5 separate regions of the Mus musculus genome follow, and regions 1, 3, 4 and 5 are each linked to region 2. The links are chromatin contacts, called in public HiChIP or PLAC-seq and promoter capture Hi-C maps. All regions are on one chromosome and are shown on one strand. The core of a region is the stretch at or near the end of the contact, and the rest is flanking DNA. Distances in the headings are between cores, read along the strand shown. Region 1 holds the start of 1500011B03Rik (RIKEN cDNA 1500011B03 gene). Region 2 holds the start of Acads (acyl-Coenzyme A dehydrogenase, short chain). Region 3 holds the start of Gltp (glycolipid transfer protein). Region 4 holds the start of Sirt4 (sirtuin 4). Region 5 overlaps Ankrd13a (ankyrin repeat domain 13a).

Region 1 (2,715 bases), core at 19-2,518, 310 kb after region 2:
AGAAATAAAATGGGTCACTAGGTGATGGGGACAGGGGAGATAGTTGTGTTATGGTCTAATGGGCTTGGAGTTTCTGTTTGAGATGATGAGAAGGTTCTGGAAATGGTCTATATGTGTTGGTTTATATTTAGCCTAATACAGCTGAATTGTATTAAAAAGTAGCTAAGGATTTCTGAGTTCAAGGCCAGCCTGGTCTACAAAGTGAGTTCCAGGACAGCCAGAGCCATATAGAGAAACCCTGTCTTGCTATAAAACTAAAAAAAAAAAAAAGTAGCTAAAATGATTAATTTTACGTTATGTCACCATCATAGCAAGAGTGAGATCAGCCAGTATGATTTTAAGATTGTATAAAAGGGGCTACGAGATGGTCAGCGGTTAAGAGCATTTACTGCTCTTCCAGAGGACCTGGGTTCAGTTCCCAGCACTTACACGGAGGTTCACAATTATCTGTAACTCCCGTTCCAGAGGAACACACACTACTTCTAGCCTTCACCAGCTCCAGGCACCCATGCAGTGCACACACACATGCAAGCAAAGCACTCATGTACATAAACTAAACCTTAAAAATGATTGTATAGGCTAGGCATGTTAGTGCATGCCTTTAATCCCAGCACTCGGGAGGCAGAGGCAGGCAGATCTGTATGAATTTGGGGCACTTGAGAGGCAGAGGCAGGCAGGATTTCTGAGTTCTGGGTCAGCCCGGTCTACAGAGTGAGTTCCAACAGGCAGGGCTACACAGAGAAACCCTTTCTCAAAAGGAAGCAAAATACATACATAAAACTTACACTTTTCAGGCTGGAGAGATGGCTCAGCAGGTAAGAGCACTGACTGCTCTTCTGTAGGACCTGAGTTCAAATCCCAGCAACCACATGGTGGCTCACAACCATCTGTAGTGATTTCTGACGCCGTCTTCTGGTGTGTCTGAAGATGGCTACAGTGTGCTTATATATAATAATAAATAAAGCATTTAAGAAAATATTGTTTAAAATAACTTACAGTTTTCAAAAATGAGATTACGGTGTCTCTTTCTTCGGACTGCATTGACTAATACGAAAATGTATGAATGTATGAATGTGTAAAGCAAAGCCTTCCACGGGGAAGCCCGACGCGAGCGCTTGCCACAGCTTTGGAACCCTCTGCGCAGAACCATAATTCACCACCCCACCCCCGAAGTTGGTCGGGATGGCTCCTCCCCTCGCCCCCCCACCCGCCCTGTTTCCGTGGCAACTGCGCGAGCGGAGTGGGCGGACCTCGGAAAAACGGCAACGTCTAGGGGCGGGGCTTAAGGCGGAAGCGGCGTCCCCGCGCTCCGTGCAGTGCGGGTTTCAGTGATGCTGCGCTCAGGATGGATGCGGCTGTTGCCCATGCTCTGCAGCCTCCTGCTAGGGCGAGCCGAGGCCCCGAGCCCGGGGGTGCCGCCGGAGCAAAGCCAGCCCTACGCGGTGTTGCGGAGGCAGAGCCTGGGTAAGCGGTGCGGTGGGGAGGGTGCGCGTTTGCAGCCGGATCCGGGCGTGGGGAGCTTGTGCGGGGCGCAGGCCGGCCTAGCCTCTGGTTGTGGGAAGCCAATAAACGCCATTACAAGATGGCGCTGATTTCAATAAGCCGACACCTATGAATATGGGTAAACAATGTGCCCATGTGCAGTAGAGTTTTCTTTCAGCCAAGTCACTGCCTGGCCTGAGGCATGTAAATGAGGTACTGAAAGCATAACCAATCTGGTGTAGACACGCCTATCCTAGGCCTATATAAGCAGCACTGGTTTTTGGCCTGGGGTCTTTCGCTTTTACTATCAAGCTCTCCCAATAAATGTGTGCAGAAGAATCCTGTTGTGTTGTTCTTCTTGCTGGCGAGTTGGGCCTCTACAAGTGGTGATTCTCATATCGCCTCAGGGTTATTGTTAGTGAATCAAAGAGTGGATGTTTTACAACATAACATGGAACAGATGATGGATGTCCTACAAATGAGTTGTGTGGCATCAACCCTGCATATGTGCATTACTCCCATTAGGTATGTTAATATTCTTTTATTAAACGTACAGATTTATCGAATTATCTGAAGGGGAACTGGTCGCAGGAGCTGGACAGGTTGCACACGGAGCTGCAGATACAGATCCTGAACCTTAATTGAACCAGAGTGGAACTAGTGACCCTTGGAGGCTTTACCTCTTGGCTTACCTCTGCATTTTCTCACTTTAAGGAATGGGTGGGAGTGATTTTGTTTATGAATATGTTTACCCATGAATATGGGTAAACAACCAATGTGCCCATGTGCAGTAGAGTTTTCTTTTAGCCTAGTCACTGCCTGACCCGAAGCATGTAAATGAGGTACTGAAAGCATAACCAATCTGGTGTAGACATGCCTATCCTAGGCCTATATAAGCAGCACTGGTTTTTGGCCTCGGGGTCTTTCGCTTTCACTATCAAGCTCTCCCAATAAATGTATGCAGAAGAATCCTGTTTTGGCGTCCTTCTTGCTGGCGAGTCGAGTGTCTACATCTGGTCCTCAGGAAGCTGCTTTTCCTGGGGTCAGTTCTAGGCTTGGGAGCCAGCGCTTGCACCCCTGTGTGCTGTCTGGCGCACCTGCTGAAGCGAGAACCTGGAGTCCTGGGGGTGTGTGAGCTCCTCTGTTGCTCGCTCTGTGGCTTCAGCCTAGGCAACCGGGCTCATCCTGCATCCCTCATCCGTTCTCAGCGATGGCCATTCATAATTGACAAGT
Region 2 (2,700 bases), core at 50-2,549:
CTCAGGTCATGCTCACATGTGAAGTCTACCCTCTGCACCACCTCTCAGGCTCCAGTGTCTCTCTTTCGTCTTCCATCCGGTTCTGTCTGGTGACCAGGTAGGGAAGACGGATGGATGACCAGAGGATTGGGCAAAGAGTCAGCACGTTATTTGAAAGCCCCCCCCCCCCTTTAAAGGCAGTTCCAGACTTTGGGGGTGGGGGAAGAAATGGACAGATGGGATCATTTGCAGTCTAAACTACCACCCTCTCTTCAGTGTATTGTTTTCTAGGTAGTGGTGGGCTGTGAAGTTCAGTGAGCAGATATGTAGGGTGCATGTAAACCAGGGAGCTAATGACACTGACAGTCTCTGGGACCGAGCGAAGTTGTTCTGAGGGTGCTAGGACTCAACCCTCAACCCTTGGAGTTAATGGGCAGTACCCCTACTCCCAGCAGGGCTCTGCCCCCCCCCCCCCCACGAGGTGCAGAAGACAGTAGCTCTGTTTCACATTCACATCTGAGGGCTGGAGGGAATCTTCCTGCCCAGCATCCCCATGCAATGGGCTAGATACTGAGCCTTCCAGGCTTTTTGTTTTTTGTTTTGTTTTGTTTTAAAGATTTATTTTATTATTTTATGTACATACACTGTAGCTGTCTTCATACACTCCAGAAGAGGGAGTCAGATCTCATTACGGATGGTTGTGAGCCACCATGTGGTTGCTGGGATTTGAACTCTGGACCTTCGGAAGAGCAGTCGGGTGCTCTTACCCACTGAGCCATCTCACCAGCCCCCTTCCAGCCCTTTTGGAATCCACAGACTAGTGTGAGAGATGAATAGTAAATAAATAAGTAAAATAAAAGGCTGGATGTAAAACTGTGGGCTAGGAATGGTAGCATGAAATCCAGGCAAGAGGGCAAAAGCTGCCTGCCTTGTGTGGCCGAGCAAAGATGGTCAGGGAGCCAGGGATTACGCTGACAGCTGACAGGATGCAGAAGTGGGTGGGCAGGAGTAGGTGCTAGCTCTTCTCTTCTCTCCCTAAAACTGAACCCAGCGCCTTATGTCTGCTAGGCAGGGAGGACCTCCTCACGCCCTCTTTAAACTTTCATTTTGAAGATACTGCAAAGTTGCCCAAGCTGGGCTTGAATTTACTCCGTAATACAGGGAGAACCTGCAATTCTGCCTCAGGCTCAGAAGTCGCTGGAATTAAGTTGACTTCCTGGGTGAGGCCCGGACCCTAGGTCGTGAGCCTGTCTCAGGCCTGCCCCTGCGGCCCGGTGGGCGTGGCCCGGGCTCGGCGCCGGCCCCGCCCCTGCAGCCGTGTGGGCGTGGCCCAGGCCCTGCCCCTGCCGTCCGGAACTCCAGAGCTGCTGCAGGAGGTCCTGGAGGTCTGTGCCCATGGCTGCCGCCTTGCTCGCCCGGGCCCGTGGCCCTCTCCGTAGAGGTGAGTGCGGAGCCCCAGGGCGGGTCACAGGGCGGAGATCCTGGCGGCCGGTCCTGCTGTGGCCCCGGGCAGACGAGTGGGCAGCACCCAGTGGCTGCGCGTGGCCTTTGTCCTAGTTTGGTAGCCTCTGGCCGGTGCAAGGCCCAGACTCTGAGGGATCCGGGCTCCTGCTCGGCGCTTTTCCCGCGGGTCCCTCATCGCCAGCTCCCCTTATGCGGCCCTATCCACACCCCTTACGCCATTTCAGTCCTAGCTGAGGTTCTGGGTGAGTTGGTCCTTCATGGCGGGGGGTGGGGGGAGGGGCTTGGCATTTAACTCCGACCTATGACCTTGGACATAACTCTCAACCTCTCTGCATCAAGTGGTCCAAGTGTCAACTGTTTCCATCCTCAGAGCTCTATTAAATCACAGGATGCATCGTGGTTGGCATCTAACGTGTTTTCTTAACGTTAGCATTTACTTTTTTGTTTGTTTGTTTTTGTTTTGTTTTTCGAGACAGGGTTTCTCTGTATAGCCTTGGCTGTCCTGGAACTCACTTTGTAGACCAGCCAGAAATCCGCCTGCCTCTGCCTCCTGAGTGCTGGGATTAAAGGCGTGAGCCACCACGCCCGGCATACTTATTTTTAATAGTGTTTCCTCTCCTGTGCAGCAGCCCTGACACTATGGCCACCGCTTCCTTTGGCTAATCCAGAGTCACATTAACAATTAGATCAGTGTTAAATAAGCCATTAAGTACTTCTTTAATCTTTCCACTGCCGGGAGCTGAGTTCTGTTCTTGTCCACATTTTATAGAACTCCCAGACCCCAGACCCAGTGAAACTTAAAATCCATTTCCGAGGTGTTGTAAATGGGATTATATGGAGGAAGTGTTTAGCGAGCAGTTAAGCATTCAGTTAGCCTGGGCTTTTCTGTAACACTCTGTTGACATTGTATCAATACATTTTTTTTTTTTTCTATTGAGACAGGGGTGGGGGGGTGGGGGGTGGGGGGGTGGAGTGGTGCTCTTTTTTTTTCTTAAAAGTTTATTTTTATTTTTATTTGTATGAGTGCTTTGCCTGCATGTGTGCCTGCATAAGTGTGCCGTGTCCCACAGAGGCCAGAAGAGTGTGTTGGATCCTCTGGACCTTTCATTACAGACAATTAGCCACTCTGTAGCCTGGTTCCTCTGAAAGAGCAACAAGTGCTCTTAACTGCTGAACCATTCCTCCAGACCCTGGGATGAATGAAATCTTGACTTATTGCATAGGCTAGCCTGAACTCCAGGCTACCTCAGCGTTTGT
Region 3 (2,700 bases), core at 160-2,659, 430 kb after region 2:
TCAGGACACCAAGCTACTATCTAAAAGATCCATCTTTCTTGTGTCGAGTCACATGTGGTTTCTGAGTGTCTCAGCTGGAATGGAGCAGGTTGAGCCATCAGGATTCTCTCTGAAGCCAGAGGCCCCAGTGCAGGCTGTTATCTCTCCATGGAATTAGGGAGTCTTCCCAAAGGTGGGTGGGGTTCTGGCAGAGCTGGGACACTGGGGAGGCTGTTGTAGGAAGATTGCATCTTGGGATGCCCGAGGCGGGGAGTCTGGGTGGGGTGGGAACAAGCTGAAATTGGTGGCTTGGGCACCTATCAGTAGGAGATCTAACGTGACTGGGCATGCAAGAGATAAGGACGGTCGGATCTTTCCCCGCCCGCGACTTCTTGGGGTCATGCCTGTAGTTTGGGTCAATCTTTCTGCCATCTGCCTCCTGAAAGGGTAAATTAAAATCATTTAACAAGATTTAGTATATGCTTTTCTGGCCCCTAGACATCTTCTCACTGCCCTTACTATGAACCACAACTAATTTCCTTCCTTCCTTCCTTCCTTCCTTCCTTCCTTCCTTCCTTCCTTCCTCCCTCCCTCCCTCCCTCCCTCCCTCCCTCCCTCCCTTCTTCCCTCCCTTCCTTCCTTTATTTTTTGGTTTTCGAAACAGGGTTTCTCTGTGTATCCCTGGCTGTCCTGGAACTCACTCTGTAGACCAGGCTGTCCTGGAACTCAGAAATCCACCTGCCTCTGCCTCCCGAGTGCTGGGATTAAAGGCGTGCGCCACCACTGCCCAAATTACTCCCAGCCCCTGCTCGCCCTTCCCGTGCACCGCTCACAGCTCTCCGGCTCCCTCAATTTAAGGCTTTGCTTAAGCGCCATGGTCACTCTATCCTCCGTGACCATCACAGTACGGAGCAGCAGCAGTGCAGAGTAGGATTACTGAATACTCAGTGTGGGCGGAGTACCAGGCTCTCCACTTGGAATTTGGGCTGTTATCTCTCCATGGAATTAGGGAGTGTTCCCTAAACACACTGAGCTCTGTGTTTCAGGACGCAGCAGCTAGGCTGCATTGTGGCTGAGGTGAGCCGGGGTGTAGGCTGTGGGGCGCGAACCTGGCACTTTGGAGGACCCTGGATTGGGAAACAAGGCCCCGTCAGGGTTTGAGCTGTAAACCCGGCCAGAGCATCCCAACCTGGGCGCGGCTCACCAGGTGCAAGACGCCCGCGCTTCCGCTAAGCCCCGCCTCCAGACCAATGGCGCGGCGGCTGCGGGGGCGGCGGGCTTCGATTGGTCGGAAGGGCGCGGCGGTGGGCGCCCATTGGCAGAGCCCCTGAGGGGCGGGGCCGAGTGCTCCATGGCTCCGGCCTGCGGGCGGCGCTCGGCGCTCGCTGCGAGGCGCGGGCGGAAGTGGCGACGCTGGCGTCCCGGGAGGCGGCGGGCGGCGACAGCCCGGGCGCGGACGCCCTCGGCGCGGGCTGGGGCATCACCAAGGGCCTCGACCCCGAAATGGCGCTGCTGGCCGAGCACCTGCTCAAGCCGCTGCCCGCAGACCGGCAGATCGAGACCGGGCCCTTCCTGGAGGCTGTGGCTCACCTGCCGCCCTTCTTTGGTGAGTCCCGGGCTTTGCCAGTCCTCCTCACCTGCCCAGATCCCTCTTCCTCAGATGCACCCGGGCCCTTAACTCCCTGTCATCCATTGCACCCAAACACCGCTTGCTATTGCACCGTGGGCATGCTTCATCAGCCCTCCGGCTGCGCCTAACATCTTCATCCCCGGCTTCATTTTCCGCCCCCTTCAGAATGGTTCTCAATTCTCCCCCACCCTCACTCTGAACGATAAGCCCTACCCCCCACCCCAGCCTCTTCCCATCCCAGACCAAAGAACACCCCCATCCCACCCCACCACCTCCAAGGACTTGAAGATGGAGCTGCAAAACTCAAGGGCCCTTTTTAGAGGAAGTCATGAAAAGGGTTTCCCCCATCTGGGAAAGGGGGCTGGATTGTGGGGGTGATGTCAGCTGCAGGGTGCTTAGCTCGGATCCCCACCCCCTTTCGAAAAGGAAAAAGTCCGGTCTTCCATATGTCAAGTTGAAGCACCTCCCAGGAGCGCTGGAATGAGTCCCCAAGCCACTTTCAGGCGCGTTCTCTCCCCGCCCCTCCTCCAGCCTAAGACCTTGTTGTAAAGTGGAAGGAAAACTAATGCCTCCTGCCCTGCCCTTTGCCTTGCGGTTCACAGAGGGTGCTGCTACCTGAGCCCAGCTTTCTTCTTGGTGGGGACGCTCCCAGCGCCCTACCCTGCTAGCTCACTTGGTGACTTTGCAGGATGACACCAGCTCCCGGGTACAGAGTCCAGTTGAAATACTTGGACAGAGCCTTGAAACCGCCTTAGCCTGAGGAGGTCTGGCACCCACTCAACCCCTGGTGGGGATAGGGCGTGTGTGGCCATGTAGATCTGTGTCTTGGAGTCCCTATCTGTGAAATGGCAGGTTTGGGGGTGGGGACTAAATGAGAGCCTGTGAAGGGTGGGTGTTAGCTGTGGAAAGGAACTTGTGTGAAGTTCTTGAATCTAGTTTCGGGCCCAATGCGCCAGCCTGGAGGAGCATCCCGAGAGCAGGTCTCAGGCTTTCTCAGAGGCTGAGAAAGCTCCAGCACTGCCCAGTGGGTGCTCTGTCAACCCGTGGCATGCCTAAGACCTGCTTTTTTTCGCCTGTATCTCAGCTGTAGA
Region 4 (2,700 bases), core at 66-2,565, 370 kb before region 2:
CAGTTCATCAAAGTTCTAGGGAGGCGGAGGCCGGTGAATCTCCATGAATTCAAGGCCAAGCGTGGTCTACATAAGGAGTTCCAGGCCAGCCAAGGCTACATAGTGAGAACCCATCTTAAAACAAACACAAAACAAAGGGGGCAATTATTTATTATTAAAAGTGTCAAAAAAAATTCTGGGCGTGGTGGCGCACTCCTTTAATCCCAGCACTCAGGAGGCAGAGGCAGGCGGATTTCTGAGTTCGAGGCCAGTCTGGACTACAGAGTGAGTTCCAGGACAGCCAGGGCTAAACAGAGAAACCCTGTCTCGGAAAACCAAAAAAAAAAAAAAAAAAAAAAAGTGTCAGACTATACATTAACACCCTGTCTCAGAAAAACAAAAACAAAAAACAAAGAAAGGGTCTTTTGGGGAGGGGTTGGGAGAGCTGAAGAGGTGGCTCACTGGTTAAGAGCATTGCTTCTCACCAGGTGGTGGTGGAGCACGCCTTTAATCCCAGCACTTGGGAGGCAGAGGCAGGTGGATCTCTGAGACCAGCCTGGTCTACAGAGTGAGTTCCAGGAAAGCCAGGGCTATACAGAGAAACCCTGTCTCGAAAACACCAAAACAAACAAACAAGAGCATTGCTACTCTTGCAGGGGGACTCAGATTCCATCCCGAGCACCCACAGGGCAGTTCACAACAGGTTGTCACTCAAGTTCCAGGGGATCTGACGCCCTTTTATGGCCGTCAGGAGCTCCTCCTGTATGCATGAAGGTAAAACACACACATTATTAAAAAAAAAAAAAAACCAGTCTATTTTAAAAAGCGTCTTGGATGGAGAAATGCCCGCTAGTGTGAATTCAGGGCTACCCAGGGCTGGGCTAACGCGCTGACACCGAGCTATAGCCCCAGTGCTCTTACAGTATTATTTTGAGTCCGAGGTCTCACTAAGTCACCCAGACTGGCCTTGAACTCGTGATTCTTCCGCCTAAGCCTATTGAGTGGCAGATTATTGTCCTGTGCTACTAGTGAAAGAGTTTCTTTAAGAGAGCGAATTCCTAAATTAGGACTGCTTGGATCCTCTTTCGCACGCAGGACATGGGAAATATTAACCACTTCTTTGGTGGCACAAGCCTCTAATCCGAGCACTTGGGAGGTGGAGCCAGGAGGATCACGGATTTGGAGTCAGACAAGGATATGTCAGACCCTCTCTCAGCAAACAACACAAGCCACAAACAAACAAACACTACAAGAACCTCAAAAGGCAATCATTGCCCCAGGCGTCAGCAGCATATCCGGAACCTTAACTGAGCTGAGCAGGAAAGACAGCGGGCAATCCGTAGAGGAGCGCCCAAGAATCTTGGCGTGGGAGACACGTAGGATTCTGGGACTTGTAGTTTTCTTCCAACTAGATCGGCTTCGCGGACTACATTTCCCAAGATGCACACGTAACAAGCGAGTCCCACTGTTGGGTGAGAATTGTGGAAGGTAAGTGTTCTGATCCGGCTGAAGGTTTCCCGCTGAGCATTCTTACTAGGGATTCCATCTGTCTCTTTTGTTCTCGAGGGGACAAGGAGGATTTATCCCGGCAAAACCCGACTGTTTAGCCGTTCACACGTAGCTGGGAAATCTCATGGAGAAAGCAGGGTCCTGAGCTCTTCTTGGATAGGAAGCCAAGCCTAAATATGTGTGCCTATCACTCGATAGCTCCGCATTATGTCAAAGACTGTGTCAAAGGCTTGTCTTTACAACTAGAAAACCAGACAGGCAAGTTTGTATGCCTTGATTTTTATGTGTCCAAGTAGCAGAATTTACAATGCAGGGTAAGCAGACAGAGTGATTACTTAGCGTCCATCCCAGAGGCCCTGGATTTGGTACCGAGAACCGTGTAGAAAAAGACAAAACAAAACTGACATACTAAAATTAAAAAATCTTTTGGAGAAATGATATAATTCGGTTTAGTTGTATTCCTTGGCCTGGGCTACAGGGAATTCTGTCTCAAGTAATGATAATAATAATAATAATAATATCTGATTTAAACCAAGTAGAGTTATAGAACAAATAGTCCCATGAGAGATAATATTAACAAAAATATAAATATTACTAAAACATGTTTATATTAGTAGCAGGTGAAAAATAATGGGCTATTAAAAGTCTGTTTTTTAGGGCTGGAGAGATGGCTCAGTGGTTAAGAGCACCCCCTGCTCTTCCAAAGGTCCTGAGGTCAACTCTCAACGACCACAAGGTGTCTCACAACCATCTCTGATGAGTTCTTCCCTCTTCTGGGAAGTAGGTGTACGCGCAGGTTGACCATTCATATACATAAAATAAGTAAAAAAAAATTTTTTTAAAGTTTGTTTTAAAAAATATTTAATTTTTTAAAATTAAATTTTATTTTATGTGTTTGGGTATTTTACCTGCGCGTGTATTTGCGCATCCCTTTTATTCCTCGGCGCTTGCAGAGCGCAGACGAGGGCCTGAAACTGGAGTTAAAGATAGTTGTAAGTCACCATTGTAGGTGCTGAGAATTGAAGGGCTTCCGGACGAACCGTCCTCCCTTCTGTTTCCCCAGTGCTACAATCCCAGGCCGGGGCCACCGTGGCAAAATTTTCATAGTCGAATAGAGTTCCGGTGTCTATCAATTGGTGGGTTAACTTGACTTGTAAAACCCAGCTGCTCTCATGGATTTCTTTCTCTCCAGAATAAGAATGAGCGGATTGA
Region 5 (2,700 bases), core at 118-2,617, 330 kb after region 2:
ATGGGCCAGACTGCCTCTAACCTGTAAGCCTCTTGCCTCCAAGTGCTGGAGTTACAGGCAAGAGCTTCCTGCCACTCCTGGGTGTGACTGCTTTTCAGAGCAGCTTGCCCTGGGAGGAGCCCATCTGCCCGGCCTTTGTCTAGGACATCACCCTAGCTTTTCCTGGCACTGTGGAGAGCTGCCATCCGTCTGCCCTTTGCTCTGTCTTGTCACAGAGGAAGCTCAGAGGATGGTCGCAGGCTAGCCAGCTCACAAGAGCAGAATGCAGTTTGTAAAATTTATATTTCCATAACATAAATTCCATAGAAAGGAATTTCTAGTGGGATTCTAGTAAATCAAATCAGGCGACACACTGAGTTTTATAGATTGGTTTGAACCCATCATAAAAGGAAGACCCATGGGTGTTAATTTTCCTCTTGGGTGAAGATGACCCCACACAGCAAGAGATAGAGTCCTAAAAGGACTCTGGTAAAGGCTGGCTACTCTAGCTTACACTGTTCAAACAAGAACAGGGCACCGGGACTACACTCCTGACTAGCAGGTCACAGCCCTTGCTGCCACCAGTGACTAAAACCCCAGATGCGCCCGGGGTTAACTCCGTTCCATGCTGCACTAGTGCTAGGCAGACATACCCGCTCCTCGGCTGTCGTTACTTGCTCTCACACATCGCCATCGCTGCTCCTGCTGTTCTTGGCTGCCCCGCTCTGACAGCATCTGAGCTGGGAAGCTCAGACTTCACTATGTTAAACCCAGCTGTGACTCCCTGAGCCTCTGTCAGGTCTGTGTGCACCACAAGGCATCTGAAGACCACAGGACACCCAGCTTCCTTCTGCCTGTCCCACCTGAGACCAGCACACCAAAGGCCACGTAGCAGGGGCTGTGACTCAATATTATGAAGTTTAAAGGCGGCTCTGAAGTGGCAGGGATGTTGTTCTTGCTGCATATCATTCAGGAAAAGGACGGCCAGTTACATACCGTCCCCTGAAACTCACCAGGGAGGGTAGTGCTTTATAAGCATTGAATTCCTCGTATAGGCATGGGAAAAGGATGACAGTAACCATTGCAATGTGGCAAAGAACCTCGGAGAGAGCCTCCGCTGGAACTGATCATTCATGTGTCTTTGAATCTGCAAACCTCGCACTCAGGAGCGGCTCCAATCTCTACTTATTCCAACGTTCACTGATCACATATGAACATCATTAAAACAAAGCAAAAAAAAACAAAAAAAAAAACAAAAAAACCAAAAAAAAAAACCAGCTGTCTTTCAGCACCCTCGCCTCGGCCTACTGTCAGCTTCAGGAAAACCAGCTGGAGCTGGCTGTCTGAAAACCCTGTGACCCCGAGAATACACAATGTACCTCCGTCCTCGGTACACAGGGCCACACTCTTGTTTCCCATCTGCACTTGGTGGACTAAGGCCAGGAGTTGCCACACACCCTGGATAGGCTCCACTTCACAGCAAACAATGGCTCTAACAATGCCCGAGGAGTGACCCAGCACCTCCTCTAGTCTAGAGCCTCTGAGGGCCCGCCCTGCCTGTGAGGCTCATGCTGAAACCTAAGGCCATCAGGCCAAGAGCCTCCAGAGGACCCCATGACTGGCCCCTAAGCCTCAGTGTCCCTAGCCAGTAGGCTGGAAAGAGGACTTCCTTCAGAATCCAGTTCCTATTCCTACTTCTGAAGCAGAAACAGCCCCAAGATGTGACAGGGGCTGCATGTCCCAGTCCCTGTCAGACACCTGCCTTTGTGGCTTTCCTGACCAAAAAGAAAAGGGCCATTATGTTTTAGAATTGACTACAGAGCTGTCTCTGAGTTTTCTTCACCAATTTTATTGGTGAAAACAAGGTTAAAGAGATCAATCAGCTAGCACACTCGTGGAGAGAAGAAGGCCTGGATCCAGGAACAAGGACCAGATGAGCTCAGGCTACACTGACTCACAGGCAGCAGACGTGACATCCTAGGCCAACTCTAGAGATGCTGCAGATACCCTCGGTTCACTGAGCTCCATGGTAGAGAGAGAGAGAGATAGCAGGTTCTACTTCCTTCCTGCTCAGGGTGCCCCTGCCCTGCCCTGCCCAGCACATCGCACAGGATGGCTGTGTCAGTGGACGCCTACGGATGGCATCTCATTGGGATAGAGAGCTCTCCGGAGAGCTCCCAGCGCCTCCTAGGACCTGGAAAGAACTAAGCAGCCTTCAGGTGCTTCTTCCCCACTGTTGCCTCACAGGCGGGGTTGGGGCGACAATACGTTACGTTAAGTATAAATCTGACTGCCTAGCATCAGCACAATTCCAGTCAACTCTAGCATCAGGAAACTCAACGTTCCACATTTTGGGATGAAGGAATGTTGTGCATCCAAAACTATCAAAACATAAAAAGACCCAGGGAGCCCAGAAGAAGGGGCCCACAGAAGCACGCAGGGATGAGACTTAAGACACTGTGCCACAGAGATGCCGTGCACAGCACATCAATTATGATGCCTATTTGATTAGCCCTGGAGATCACTCTTAAAACCGACTAGCATTACGCCGTATTAGAGAAGTCCCAACCCAGCTATAACTTCCGATCACTGCAACCCTGTCGTTTATGAAAGCAGTCCCCAGACGAGATGGTGGCCCGGAATCCAGTCCGTACCTCTCAAAGGCAACGTTCTTAGTATCCAGGCTGGTGTTGATGACTGGGCTTGTCAGCCGCCTCTCCA

Evidence for each region. Promoter capture Hi-C pulls out the DNA fragments that hold promoters and counts their contacts. HiChIP or PLAC-seq counts read pairs in DNA pulled down with a chosen protein or histone mark.
Region 1: a promoter capture Hi-C map of embryonic stem cells shows a contact between it and region 2, with 5 times the contacts expected there. The contact joins the promoter of 1500011B03Rik here to the promoter of Acads in region 2. A contact is called at or near these places in 6 of 39 promoter capture datasets (the 3T3-L1 cell line, the C10 cell line, embryonic stem cells and 2 more), 1 of 484 Hi-C or Micro-C datasets (B cells) and 2 of 115 datasets of contacts at active chromatin or transcription factors (embryonic stem cells and pancreatic cancer cells).
Region 3: a contact with region 2 is called in an H3K4me3 HiChIP or PLAC-seq map of embryonic midbrain, with 3 times the contacts expected there. The contact joins the promoter of Gltp here to the promoter of Acads in region 2. A contact is called at or near these places in 4 of 39 promoter capture datasets (the 3T3-L1 cell line, embryonic stem cells, hippocampal neurons and 1 more), 6 of 484 Hi-C or Micro-C datasets (the HL-1 cell line and embryonic stem cells) and 6 of 115 datasets of contacts at active chromatin or transcription factors (embryonic midbrain, embryonic stem cells, large pre-B cells and 2 more).
Region 4: a contact with region 2 is called in an HNF4G HiChIP or PLAC-seq map of pancreatic cancer cells. The contact joins the promoter of Sirt4 here to the promoter of Acads in region 2. A contact is called at or near these places in 16 of 39 promoter capture datasets (the 3T3-L1 cell line, the C10 cell line, cranial neural crest and 8 more), 6 of 484 Hi-C or Micro-C datasets (embryonic stem cells, nephron progenitors and rod photoreceptor), 6 of 115 datasets of contacts at active chromatin or transcription factors (bone marrow-derived macrophages, embryonic hindbrain, embryonic midbrain and 2 more) and 4 of 9 other capture datasets (adipose tissue, embryonic stem cells, liver and 1 more).
Region 5: a contact with region 2 is called in a promoter capture Hi-C map of liver, with 2.2 times the contacts expected there. The contact joins the enhancer-like site here to the promoter of Acads in region 2. A contact is called at or near these places in 4 of 39 promoter capture datasets (the 3T3-L1 cell line, frontonasal cranial neural crest, liver and 1 more), 1 of 115 datasets of contacts at active chromatin or transcription factors (embryonic stem cells) and 3 of 9 other capture datasets (adipose tissue, embryonic stem cells and macrophages).

Annotation. Positions count from the first base shown.
Region 1 is chr5:114,812,529-114,815,243 of GRCm38.p6, reverse strand. 1500011B03Rik (RIKEN cDNA 1500011B03 gene) reads left to right here and starts at 1,268. Exons shown (of 2, transcript NR_027817.1): 1 at 1,268-1,464.
Region 2 is chr5:115,117,945-115,120,644 of GRCm38.p6, reverse strand. Acads (acyl-Coenzyme A dehydrogenase, short chain) reads left to right here and starts at 1,299. Exons shown (of 10, transcript NM_007383.3): 1 at 1,299-1,420. The coding sequence starts at 1,375.
Region 3 is chr5:114,689,644-114,692,343 of GRCm38.p6, reverse strand. Gltp (glycolipid transfer protein) reads left to right here and starts at 1,409. Exons shown (of 5, transcript NM_019821.2): 1 at 1,409-1,585. The coding sequence starts at 1,483.
Region 4 is chr5:115,483,099-115,485,798 of GRCm38.p6, reverse strand. Sirt4 (sirtuin 4) reads left to right here and starts at 1,315. Exons shown (of 5, transcript NM_133760.1): 1 at 1,315-1,467; 2 at 2,681-2,700. The coding sequence starts at 2,688. Gm42007 (a long non-coding RNA gene) reads right to left here and starts at 1,349. Exons shown (of 2, transcript XR_878704.2): 1 at 1,236-1,349.
Region 5 is chr5:114,792,223-114,794,922 of GRCm38.p6, reverse strand. Ankrd13a (ankyrin repeat domain 13a) reads right to left here. Exons shown (of 15, transcript NM_026718.2): 6 at 2,634-2,700. Among named protein-coding and RNA genes, the nearest start is that of Ankrd13a, 18 kb to the right of the region's middle. Within about 2 kb of position 1,367, at least 42 of the 459 cell types and tissues checked have an H3K27ac peak or open chromatin away from gene starts, as enhancers often do. A contact at or near this core is called in adipose tissue and embryonic stem cells, where this site is marked.